Linked DNA regions of Mus musculus: regions 1 and 2 are each linked to region 3. A link is a contact called in public Hi-C and HiChIP or PLAC-seq data. All regions are on one chromosome and are shown on one strand. Each heading gives the region's core, a stretch centred on a gene start, on an enhancer-like site or on the middle of the called end of the contact. The rest is flanking DNA. Distances are from core to core; before and after follow the strand shown. Region 1 has its middle 25 kb from the start of Slc23a4. Region 2 has its middle 110 kb from the start of Mtpn. Region 3 has its middle 31 kb from the start of Gm38789.

What was found. HiChIP or PLAC-seq counts read pairs in DNA pulled down with a chosen protein or histone mark. Hi-C and Micro-C count contacts between places; a contact is called where the count stands out from the background.
Region 1: a Hi-C map of the N1E-115 cell line shows a contact between it and region 3, with 4 times the contacts expected there. The contact joins two enhancer-like sites. A contact is called at or near these places in 1 of 15 datasets of contacts at CTCF or cohesin (embryonic stem cells) and 6 of 484 Hi-C or Micro-C datasets (the Ba/F3 cell line, the N1E-115 cell line, cortical neurons and 1 more).
Region 2: a CTCF HiChIP or PLAC-seq map of large pre-B cells shows a contact between it and region 3, with 2.7 times the contacts expected there. The contact joins two enhancer-like sites. A contact is called at or near these places in 2 of 15 datasets of contacts at CTCF or cohesin (large pre-B cells and stem cell-derived epiblast-like cells) and 3 of 484 Hi-C or Micro-C datasets (the C10 cell line, adipose-derived mesenchymal stem cells and embryonic stem cells).

Annotation. Positions count from the first base shown.
Region 1 is chr6:35,000,498-35,004,707 of GRCm38.p6, forward strand. No RefSeq gene overlaps it. Among named protein-coding and RNA genes, the nearest start is that of Slc23a4, 25 kb to the left of the region's middle. Within about 2 kb of position 1,869, at least 29 of the 459 cell types and tissues checked have an H3K27ac peak or open chromatin away from gene starts, as enhancers often do. A contact at or near this core is called in the N1E-115 cell line and cortical neurons, where this site is marked.
Region 2 is chr6:35,650,224-35,654,464 of GRCm38.p6, forward strand. No RefSeq gene overlaps it. Among named protein-coding and RNA genes, the nearest start is that of Mtpn, 110 kb to the left of the region's middle. Within about 2 kb of position 1,383, at least 4 of the 459 cell types and tissues checked have an H3K27ac peak or open chromatin away from gene starts, as enhancers often do.
Region 3 is chr6:35,379,605-35,384,008 of GRCm38.p6, forward strand. No RefSeq gene overlaps it. Among named protein-coding and RNA genes, the nearest start is that of Gm38789, 31 kb to the right of the region's middle. Within about 2 kb of position 1,652, at least 58 of the 459 cell types and tissues checked have an H3K27ac peak or open chromatin away from gene starts, as enhancers often do. A contact at or near this core is called in the N1E-115 cell line and cortical neurons, where this site is marked.

The DNA.
Region 1 (4,210 bases), core at 619-3,118, 380 kb before region 3:
CAGAATTTATAAATCAAGCAAGCAAACTGATCAGTGTACTGGCGTCCAGCCTTGACAGATACTCCTTAAGAACAACCTAACAGCCAATTTTCATTTTCCCCTTGGAATTCAGACTCCCTGAACTCTGTGTTCAAACAGGGTAGCAGAGGGAGGCCAGACCTTGGCTCATAACCACCCTCCTATCATTGAGTTGCTCGTCCATTGTTCTCTGCCCCAGAACTCCGGGGTGTGCGCAAGCAGATGCTCCAGTCCAAACATCTAAGAGCTGCCCACTCTCTACCTCCCTGGCAGGAAAACAAAAGGTAGATATGAGAGGGCAATCAGAAAATATGGAGCACAGGCACCAAATAATGACCCATAGAAAACTATTCATAGCAGTTGGTCAAAGGCAGGAAGTTATGACAGAGCTTGGAAGTCTTGACAGCAGTATGCATTCAGTACTCCAACCACATGTGGCCGGGAATAGCTGGAAGGCAGCTCCCAGCGGGTCCAGAATCTTCCCAGTGGTGACCAGAACCTAGGCCCACCCCTAGCCCATGGTTTCCCTAATAGCTAAGCGTTTTCCTTTATTTAAACTGACAAAACCAAGGAGCAAAATAGAAGGTTTCATGCATTGTGTGGGAAGGGAGACTATGGGACATGCTGGACAGCTACTGGACATGCAAGACTAACAAACAGAAGGCGGAAAGGTACCTCCATGGCCCTCATCTCTGAATATCAGACAGATAGGGAAAAGGCTTACAGCCCTCTCAGCAGGCGCTAGCTTAGGGGCCAGCTACTCACAGAAAGAGCAGGAAGAGAGGAGAGCCACACTCCAGGAAGGTACAGGTCAGGGTTCTCTCCCTCCCTTCCTCTTCCTCTTCCTCTTCCTCCTTCCTTCCTTCCTTCCTCTTCTTCCTTTCTCTATTCTTCCCTTCTTCTCTCTCTGTCCCTCTCTTTGTTTTTTGATAAAAGGTCTTCCTACAGCTTAGGCTGGTCTTGAACTCTTGACTCCTCTGAGCCTGGAGTACTAGAATTATAGACAAGCATCAGCACAGCCAGCTCTTCTAGTTGCTGCCCCCCCCCCCCATTGTGTTCCCTTTACCAACCCACTTGCTCCATGCCCTAACTATTGTTCAACATACCATTTGATATGGAGGAGCAGCAGTCTGCTGTAATCCAGAGCTAGTAATAAGGGAAGACATTCTATTCCTTGGCTGGAAGTCAAGACAGGAACCTGGAGCATGAACCCTGAAGGAATACTGTTTACTGGCCTGCAGGGATGTCTGTGCAGGCATTTTCTTGATTGGTCATGAATTTAGGAGAGCCTAGCTCACTGTGGGTGGTGCTATCCCTAAGGAGATGGGCTGAGTACATAAGATTAGATATGGCTGGCGAGACGGCTCAGTGGTTATGAACAAGGATGTCTCATCCAAACAAAGGACATGAGTTTGGTCTCTAGGACCCATAGGAAGCAGCTCACAAACACCTGTAATTCCAGTTCCAGGATGCCTGTGGCCTCTTGGGGGCACAAGCGTGTGCGCGCGCGCGCACACACACACACACACACACACACTTTAAAATGTAGTGGAGCACTGGCTGAGGAGCTTAAATAAAGCAAGCCTGAAGTTCTCTCCTTTCTTCAGTTCGTCTGAAGCTGGGCAGAGTTCATCTAACTGGGGCTGGATTCAAAACTAAGCATCATGGAACTTAAACGGGCAAATGGAAAGAAAAATGAAAAGGAACTCCGAGAACTGGCCACGGATCTAGGTGCTTAAATGGAAACCCGGCACAGCTTTCCACCGAAATGTCATCTCATCTCAGAGCATATGCACAGAGACGTGGGCTTTTCCGGATCTCTGACATGAAGGAGCCTGCTCTCTCCGTCTGCAGCAGTTGATGGGAACGGGAAGCTCGCCAGCTCCTCGTCATCATCAGCAGATTTCTTAATTAGCTTGCTGATACTGCCGGCGTTTTGGAGCGGAGCCCTGCCTCTGCTATTTTTAGGGGCTTGTACTAGGAACCCACCTGCCATTTAGCTCTCCTGTCTTCATGAGTGACACGGATATGGACGCAGAGGATGAAATGGGAAAGGAACACGGACGGCCTGGTGAGGTACCCAGAAGAAGCTCTCCCCACAGCTCGAGCGCTCTGGCCCCATCTCCTCTTCCCATCGCCAGAGTTTTCAGAACAGCTCCTGGTCTTAAAGATGACCTCAGGGAAGAGGACAAACCAACGTTCTATGCCAAAGAGTGCCAAGTCCCAGTGTGCAGCGGCTAACTTTGCTGTATCCCCAGGTCCTACACAGCATCCATGTCTTTTAAAAAAAAGAACCCAAATTAAAAAACAAACAACTCGTTGTGGAAGCTGCAGTGTGTCCCACAGAATACCCCTTGGCTCACACTTCTTTGCTTGCAAACGTTCACTGCAATGAGCCATTTGTCTGGTCTGAGGCCTCTGGCTTCTGCTCCACCATCCATACTAGAGCCTTACGGGACCTCTCTCAGGTATCTTGTTGTCCGGTAACTGTTAACTTATGCAGTAGTCACACGGCTGGTGAGAAGCCGGAAGCCCTATAGAGCCGGATCCAGGTTTACCCACACCCAATGAATCACATGTCAACAACATGTCAGAGTTCCTGTCAGCAAAGAAGTTGGGAAATGGGAACGCTCATATATTGGAGAAATTAGTCTTCACTGGCTGGTCCATCTCTACAGTAGCCTGTAGTGGTAAACATTTGATATTAATTGGGGGTTTCTACCCTGCCTTTGATCATTCAGTTCCCAGGTAAAAGACACAAAACCTTTATATTTATAATAAGCCTCAAACAGCACAAGAGCTGGGCCGACATCTCCCTCTAAGCTGTTAGTATCTACTTCCCTATCAATAACCCTGAGTTACAACTTGCTGTGTTCTACCTGGGCTGCTTTTACTCCAATTGGTCAGCCTTTCAAAATGGTGTTTTCCTGATTCACCTTCCTCACAGTATCTTCTTCACCTCCTCTTTCTTCCTTGTGGTCTCTGCTTCAAACTCCAAGCCCTGGAACTGAAGCCCCACCTACCTCTCTTCTGCCCAACTATAGGCTGTAGACATCTTTATTAACCAATCAGGGATAACTTGGGGGGCAAGGTTACAAAGCATCACTTGGTGTACTAAGGATCCCCTTGTCCCTGGGGGCAACAAGATTTTGGGGGGCAGTGTTTAGCATTACAACAGACCAAACCTCAACAGTTGCCATTCAGTCTTTTTAAACTTTCAAGGGAATTTGGTTACAGCATTATTCATGATGGTAAAACTATATGAGACAAAGAGAAAGCTTATTGTCCTAGTTAGTTATTGTCAGCTTGACACAACCCAGAATCCCTGGAAAGACGGACCCTCAACTGAACACCTGCCTTCATCAACATGGCTGTGAGACACTTTTTTTTATTGCTAATTAATGTAGGGTACAGTTCACTGTGAAGAGTACTAACCCTGGTCAGGTGGGCCTGGGATGTGTAAGGGAGCACTGGCCAGGGAGCCAGCCAAAGATGAGCCAAGAAAGCATCGTCCTTCACTTCTGCCCCTGTCTCCTCCTGCCTTGAGTTCCTGCCCTGCCTACCTTCAGTGATGGATTGTGACTTGGAAATATAAAATGAGATAAACCCATTCCTCCTTGTGTATGGATGCTTTATCACAGCAACCGAAGGAACTTACTAACTAGAAAATGGCTGAGTGGCTCTAGTATTCAAACACGACTGCAATAGAAGACAATTTTTAAAAATATATTGCAACAAATTGAATGAAGAAGCAGGTAAGAGAATTCAGCCAGTCTCCACTAACCCAGATATTACAGAAAGTAACAAAAAAGCAGAAATCTCTGGATAGTACAGTAGTATTATATATGTCCCCCACAGCCATGCTTCAGTCCCCAGGACCAAAAGAGGAAAACACCACTCTCCACTGCAACTTGATCCTAAAAACACAGGTATTTCCCACTAAACGGGCTAATTATATTAACGTGCTTCAACAATATGAGCATATTATTGTTCCTGTAAATAAATGAACACCTAAATATCCCAATAATAATGCCTTTGAATGATAGTTACAGAAAACTATACATTCAATTAGGAAAAAAATTTTTAGATATCCCAAGGGGAAAAATTGGTCACTAATCTAAATAATGTGCTTACATACGTTGATGACTTTAAGGGAATGCCACTGTGATAAATTACTTACAAAGCAACTGAA
Region 2 (4,241 bases), core at 133-2,632, 270 kb after region 3:
AGAATATCAGTGGTATTCAACAATGAGACAAATGGCATTCCCTTCTGCATCCCCCGGATGCTAGGGGAACACTGTCCTTTATGCTCCATGTAATTCTTTACTATGAGCAAGCAGGATGGCTTGCATTGATGACTGATTCTGTTCCATGGTATTACATAGCTGTGAACTTCATGGGAACATCACATGCCTGCTCTGCGGCAGCTTACTTGGAGAATGAAGCACAGATCTGCTGCTTCGTCAGGATGACTGAATCTGTTTGTGAAGAACGGTCCAAAGCATTGAGCTCATTGGTTGCTTTGGATGTTAGGTCATTGATTGCCTGCCAGACTTCCAGCTGCATCCCTAGTCCACCTCATTTTCATTTTTTAAAAATAGAATTGCTTCTGATAAATAATGTCTTCACTTTATCTTTTGGTTTACCTTGAACAATTCTGTATAATTACAGAAGAGTTCTAGGCATCCTGCCAAACATAAAGACATATTCATAATAATAATAAAAAAGCTGATGACAATCCACAAATTCGTTGATTAGTTATGTGTTCCTGTGTAGTCTGTGTGTTTCTTTGGGTACATCTGTGCTTGTGTTTCCAGGTATGTGCATGTCTGTGTGAAGGTCAAAGGTTGACTCTGAGTGCCTATCTCTGTTGTGTTCCTCCTTAGTTTTTGAGGCAGGGTGTTTTACTGAGCCTATACCTCTTATATTCAGCTATGCTGATTGGCCACTGAGCTCCGGATCCACTGATCTCCCCACAGTTCCTGAGCTGGGTTACAGAGGAACACTACAGTGCACAGCTTCTTATGTGGGTGCTGGGTATTTGAACTCAGGTCCTTATGCTTATGCCATCAGCTCTTGACAGACGGACTCACCTACCCAATCCCGAATAAATCTATATTTAGACATTTCTATTTGCCATATACTCTTCTAAGCACTGGAAATACAGAGAAGTAAATAAGAAAAACCTCTGCTTTCATTGGGTTTGTGTTTAAGCTATTAGCATGAAGATAGATTTAAAGCAATAAGCTGTAAATCAATAGTAAATGTTACAGGACGAATCAATGGTTCATGAGGGGCCACAGAACATCACAGCTTTAAACTGACCTGGCATGACACGCATGCTTCACTGGTGCTTTACTTGAAGTTGTTTTCATGGTTCATCTGTGGGGACCTTTTATGTTACAGATTGCCCTCCTTCTGAGAGGCCGAGGGAGGACCCTCCTTGGATATCAGAGGTTGCAGAAGTTGGGCCTCTCTCAAGTACCTGCCTTCTTTTTATCTCCTCTGAACAACGTATCATGTGTTACCCACCACGTAGTTAAGCTCACAAGGAAACTAACACCCTGGTCACGGGCTGGATGCCAACCTTACTCTGGTTTCACTGTACCTTTTCTACCTACTTCTGCCTTTGTGCCAGCTGACTCACCTCCTTCTCTTAAACTTCAGTTTGCATTGGTAAGCAACCTTGATGGTTTTAGCAAAGAAAGGCACAATAAGAGAAATAAAGCAAATATCCACACACTTATAGACATACACAGAATACACACACACACACACACACACACACAGATAAAACACACAAACCATCATGTGCTCATGGAGCACAGTGTCCTTATTTTGCTGTTTCTGTGATTGTGGGGTGTGTGTGTGTGTGTGTGTGTGTGTGTGTGTGTGTGTATGTGTGTTTGTGTATGTGTGTGTGTGCATGTGTGCATGAGAGAGAGACAGAGACAGAGAGACAGAGAGAGACAGAGACAGAGACAGAGAGCTGGGTCATGTCATGTGGAATATGGGGGGTTGGTCCCCATACTCTACTTTGAGACTTCTGCCTTTGTTTCTATGTTCCCTGAGCTAGCTGACTTAGCTGGCTTAGCTGGCCTGGGGGCTTTCAGGAGTTTTCTTGTTTCTCCCTCCATTTCCCCACTGGGATTACAGATATGGTTACCACTTCCAGCTTCATTCGGAGATTTGAATTCCTCATGCTTGTGTGATACATATTTTACCCACTGAGCCATCTCCCCACTCCCTGGAAATTTTGTTAGAAATTTTAATTTAAAGATGTGATGATGTATATGTCTGTGGCTCTTCGAAATCCTCTCCTAAAAATTTTCAGTTAGTGAGTTTTAAAATCCTCCCATAATTTGAAACATCATTCTTAAGATAGAATAGTTTTGTATGCATATGCTTGTGGGTCCACGTTCTACCCCTCCAGCTGGGCATGGCAGCTGAGGAGGCAAAACGTGGGGAGCTCTTGACTGTGTCTCCCTGCACTGCTTACGTCGGGTGCTAGGCCTTAGGGAAGCACCAGGACACCACTCTAGGGGTGAGAAGATGCAGGCTAAGATGTGGGGGGCTGAAGTTGGGGTTTTCTGATTTTCTGGCATCTAGTCACCACTAGAAAATCACACAAAGAAATCAAAAGAAGTTGAGAAGGAAGGATCAGTGGTCTACAGTCCAGGATGAGGCTAGAACTGTTAGGGGCCTGAGGGCTGAGGACAGTGACTAGCCTGGGGCAGGGGGAAATAGGAACTCTGGCTTAGGTCATTGGCAAAGGGAGTGGCAGTTTGCTGGATGCCCAGAGAAGCCTTCTATGGAAGACTTAGACCCATGGCTCTGTAGGCCAAGACCGTCCTCATGCTCCCCATAATGGTTCTTGATGAAAGAGACAGTCCATGCTTATTCATATCATTTATTGACTGTTCATAGTAGAAAATGGATGCATACCATCTTCTCAGGGTATACTAGAGATTAAATACCTTTTGCAAGGAGAATTGTTTGGGGAGGAAAGCTTATTGGCTAAGCCCTCGGGGCCTCTAGGTACTTCATTAGCATGGAGAACTCTGTTCTGGGATATATGACTGATGTGGGGAGTGAGGTCACATGTTTTGGGCCAGGAATCTGGCAGGGAGAAGGAGGTGACTTCTATCTCAGGTGTGATTCCGGGGTCTCAGACCCACTCTACCTTTCCAAGTTTCCTGGCATGGTCCCTTGTTCCACATGTGTCTGTGCGCACACAAACATGCCTCACAATTCTAAGGAAGACACCATGGTTCATTTATCACCCAACCCAGGTTACAAATGCTTGCTCTTTGGTTTTCATTTAAGTAATAATATGTGTTCTTAAACTCTTCTTTTTAAAAATTATCTTATTTTATGTGTATGGGTATTTTGCCTGCATGTATATCTCTGTATTATGTGCATGCCTGGTGCCTGTAGGGGCCACAAAAGAGTGTCAGGTGCCTTGGAAATGGAGTTTCAACTGGTTATGAACCACCAAGTGGGTGCCAGGAACAGAACCCACATCTTGTGGAAGAGCAACCAATGTTCTTAACCTCTGAGCCATTGCTGTAGCCCACAGTGTTCTTCATTTTTTTATAGCAAAAAACAAACAAACAAACAAAAACCCAAGAAAAGTAAAGATAGAAGAAACAAATATTTACCATAGCCAAGCATCAAGGGACTGCCAGTATTCAGAAAACTTAGGCATGTAAGTTTTTCTTACTTTAAAAAGGCCAGAAGTGGTGACACACACCTGTAATCTCAGTACTCAGGTTGCAGACACAGGCAAATCTCTGTGAGTTGGAGGCCAACCTGGTCTACATAATGAGTTCTAGGCCAGTAAATAGTGAGACCCTGTCACAAAACAAACAAACAAAAACAAACAAATGTGCCAAGCTTACATGATTGATATGGCTCTTATATCTTGATTTTTATATCACCATATATAAGTAGTTCTCTATGACATTCAAAATTCACTGTAAACGTGACTTTTAATCTCTGAGTAATATTTTGCCCTATAATACTGTGCTAATCTGTTTCCAATGTTGGAAGTCTAGGCCTGTCTTTCCATTTGCTAAAAGGTTGCCACGACAACGTCTTGCAGCTAAAACCAAATTTGTTGGCATGCAAATGTCTATTACAATGCAAGCAACATCATACAAATTGTCTTTCAGAAGTGCTGAATGCAGTTTTGCTTCTATTAGGAGTGTGAAAGTCCCTAACAAAGAGTCTGTCTTTACCCGACTCCCACAGGTATTGATTATCCTGCTTGAACGGAATAAATGACCTTTGTGCCCTGGACAGATGGAAATGGTGCCATTTTGACTTCTGTCTGTGTATCATTGATTACTGATAAAGTTTACTTTTAAACCAAGTTTTCAAGAGTTTGCCTTTTCTCTTTAATGGCTGATGAGACATTTGGTTCATTAATATGTTGAAGAAATTTTTTTCCACCATATATTTGGGT
Region 3 (4,404 bases), core at 402-2,901:
TGCCTTTGTCAGGCTGAGATTGATTAACATGACATGGTCTAGCCAGCTGTTAGGTTCTGTAACCTGCCACCCCCTGCCTCTGTCTCCCGTCTTCAGCTACATAATGAGGCTCTGTCTTAAAAAGCAAGGAGCTGGGAGTGTGGCTCGGTGGTTGAGTGCAAGAGCACAAAGCTCTGGGTTGGAGCTCCAGCACAGTCACAAAGAAAACCAGAAAAAGAAAAAAAAAATTCACATGGTTTCTTGCTAAGGGGGCATACCCCGAACGTTGCTTCCCTGTTCGCGATCCCTTACAGTCTAGGCTGGAAGAATTCTGTTTCTCAGAAGGCCCATTCTTCATCCAAAACATCAACAACCCCCCACTGCCTTTGAACATCGAATCAGAGCAAAGCAAACAAGGGAACCAGAGCGACCCATAGTGAAAGCGGGAGGGGCCTCGCGCTGGTTGCCGGCAGCAGGTGGCGCCCTTGGGTCACCCTCTTCAGTCTCTAGCAGAACAGTGCCTCCTATCTGTCAAAACCCTTAACTTGTCTTTCTCAGCCTTGAGTGTTCCAGCTTGCTGACTCTCTCAGCTTAGGAACTCCCTCCTTCCCTCCTCAGGCAGGGCCCACATGCTGTCCTTGCAATGGGCAAGGAGTTGCATTTCTGGGTGGATGGAAGCACATTTATTATACCACACACAGCGGAAAGAAAACAATTCCACCCAGTTCCCCTTTCTTTAATTAAAAAAATATTATTGTTGCTGTTATTATTATTCCTATTATTATTACTACTACTATTACTTATTATTTGTGTGTGTGTGTGTGTGTGTGTGTATGGTTATTTTGCCTGAATGTATTTCTGTACACCACATACATGCCTGGTGCCTACAGATCCCCTGGAACTGGAGTTCTAGATAGTTGTATAGAGTCATGAGGGTGCTGAGGAATTGTGCCCAGGTCCTCTGGAAGAGCAGCCAGTGCTCTTAACTACTGGTAGTAGATGGTTACAGAGTCGCTTCAAGGATGAAATCAGGTCTTTGCATATGCCTGGCATACCTGTCTTCTGAGAGGCTCTACCAGCAGCTGATCGAGACAGAGGCAGATAATTACACCCAACCATTGGACTGAATTAAGGTTGAATTAAAGGAAAGATTGAAGAATCTGAAAGGGAGGGCGACCTCATAGGAAGACCAGCAGACTCGACTAACACAGAACCCAGGGAGCTCCCAGAGACGGAGCCACCAACCAGGAGCATACACAGCCAGGTCTGAGGCCCCTGGCACATATACAGCGGAGGTCTGCCTGGTCTGGCCTCAGTGGGAGAAGATGCACTTACTCCTCCAAGAGACTTGAGGACCCAGGGAAGGGGGAGGCCTGCTGGAGGTTGGGAGCACCCTCTGGGAGGCAAGTGGGAGGAGGAATAGGATGAGGAATGGTGGGTCGGAGGGACGGGGGGGTGGGGGAGGAGGTCAACGACTGGAATATAAATAAATAAAATAACTTAAAAAAGAAAGGAAGAACGGAAAAAAGTGGAGTGGCATATGTAAGTTCACTAATTGCCCACTAGATGGCACTCTCTTCCCAGGAGAAAGGAAACTTGCGAAAGGGGAGAGGTACTAAACGTTGAGCCAGCTGCCTGAGGGCTGGCTTCTGTTTGCCTGCTCTAATCCATTGCATTTGGGCAGTTAGCTTGAGAAGAGCAACATTAAGGTCAAAATCAGTGGTCCACAGCCTTAGGAATGTGTCTTCTGTGGCCATTTGTGTCAGCATTAATTATTGCCAGTGTAGGGGAGGGGAAGGGAGTAGAAATACACCCAGCTCAGCCGGGAGTCTTGTGTTTGGAGACTAAGGGTGTTGGGGGGATATTAAGATTGACCCTGAAGCTCTAGGATGTGACCAAATCGCTCTTCATGGTCCAGATGGAAGACATAGGAGATGGCTGAGACTCCTTTATAGATGCTGAGTTCTTGGACTGCCTTGTCCCTCCTGCTTGGGACACTTTCCACATCATCTACACACCACTGATCCACACTGACAGTAAAACCCTGTGAATTCTAAGGGCTGTAAAGAGGAAGCTTGCCACCCTGGCAGCTTGGTACAGATTTGAGCGCCTGTCTACCCACTTTAGGTCATTGGCATTTTCTGGAGTGGGTCTTGGCCCAAACACAAGCTTTCTCTTTCAAACCACTTTGGTCACACACACTAACTTTCCCTCCCTTAAGCGCCGCCCCATACCAGCACCCAACCTAGGCTGGGTTGGCTGATGGCCCTGTAGCTTGCACTTCCATGGTTACCTACTGGTTCAGCTGCTACTGGTGGTGCCTCAGTTTCCTCTTCTGCTCATACATATTCAGCCCTGCTTTGACAGTCTTCCCAGGCCGCATACCTTTGCTTAGGGGCTTCCATTTTCCTCAGACGCCAATGGCCTGGGTTCCTGGACATTTCCTCTGCGGCACCCAACGCTACAGATCCAGTCCCCTCCCCAGGAAGCCGGGAGCCCTCCCTGAGCCCCTCAGCTATGCTCTTTGTACCCTGCTTTTATAGGTACGAGGATTGGAAAGTGGGCTATGGGGTTTTCGGTTGAAGCAGTGCTGTTCTTCCTGCTCAGTTCTGAGCAGGCTGCGAGCTGCTGGGATTGTTTTTTATTCCACACCTGAATCAAGAGTAGCATATTGCACAGTGGCTTCATCTTTTAGCCTCACAAACTGTGGCAAGGCCAACATCCTCCCCAGACGGTCATGGCCCCGAACTGCTTTGAAGGAAACAACCATGTCAGGACACCAATATCTTTTCCTCCCTTTTTTTGTTTTTCTTTTTTGTTTGCATTCTCTAAATAAAATAGAGAATGTCGGTATCTGGAGAGGCACATAAGGTCAAGTGTGTGTTTATACAAGGTGATCAGATTGTGTTTGAATGCCGAAGGAAAATGGCATGGGAAATAAAGTATTTGTGGTTGTTGACAGTGAAGAAGAAAACAGGGAGGCTTTCAGCCATTCTCTGTCCAAGTGTTTTCAGGCATGGGCACTTTGAGAATAAGTCACTAGGTCCACTAGTAACACATACATCCTTCTGCGAAAGGCTGCCTTCTCTGATGACCAGTTCTACCAACCCTTTCCTAATTCTACCATGAAGTTCCCCTTCTCAATTCACGATCTTGATCTGCTTTTGGCATTTCAGTCTCTTATAGCCTTTTCCCTTTCAGTGTCTGTAGAAGACTGACACCATCAGTGGCCCAGGAATGGCTTCTGTAAATCTCACCTTTTGCCCTGTAATGCTCTGTCCCAGTCTACCCTGACTCGGTGACCCAGAGTCTGGTGTGGTCACCAAACCGGATCAGCATAGAGGTGACTTTGCAAGGACACAGTGATGACTAGAAACAGGAGTGGGGCTGCTCAGATCAGCAGCGTGGAGCAACCCATCCTTCAGCTCATGAACAAAAGTAACTGTTTACAGTTGAAGGACCCCGTAGTGCTGCGGTGGCTGTTGGGTAGCAACACTGTGACCATACGTGCTGAAGCTGGCATTGAGATTGCTCTTTGTTTTGAGGAAGGGGGTCTTGTCATGGTATCTAGGACGGCCTTGGGCTCCCAATCCTTCTGTCTTGGCCTAGTGTAGAGCTGGGATTCCAAATGCTGGTCATTATTTCTGGCCTATGGCATTGGATTGGAACACCATAAAGGCCAGTCTTACTGTTGAGACTCTGGATGGCATCAAGTCGGCCCCCTCCCTCCTCTTCCTGTCCTGGCTAGTGGGAGAGGACTGCGATAGTATTGAGAGGGTTTGATGACTCATTTTAGTGTAAAAGCAAGCAGGAAATCATGGCTGTGTAGTATGTGTGGTGGAGAAAGATCTCTAAGAATAGGGGAAGGGACACTGTGAGCCTCGATGGCTCCATTACTAACTAAGCTTTATTTAGTTAACACAGTGAGCAACTACTGTATGGGAGGCACAATTCTAGATTTGGGGGCTATCATGCATGGCACATCTGTCTATGTGAAACTCAAGTTTACCATCCAGGGCTATGGTGGCTTGATTATTGCACCAATATTGATGATATGAAAGCGTTCCTTGTATCCAGCCCACTCCATCCTGCCAGGCACAGCTAAACTTATTTCCTTCAAACACTAGCTCCTTCCTAAACTTTCTGTCCCTTGCTCAAGGATATGGTAGCTCTGCATGGCCTTTGGGGCTGAGCTTAAACTCAGTCTGATGTTTTATTGGCTATGCTCTGTCCTGTCCTGGTTGTCCAGTCCGTCTTCTGCTACTCCCTAGAGCAGTGGTTCTCAACCGTTCTAAAGCTGTGGCCCTGTAATGCAGCTCCTCATCTCGTGCTGACCTCTCAGCCATAACATTATTTTGTTCCTACTTCATAACTGTAATTTTGCTATTGTTATGAATAATAACATAAATATCTGATATGCAATCC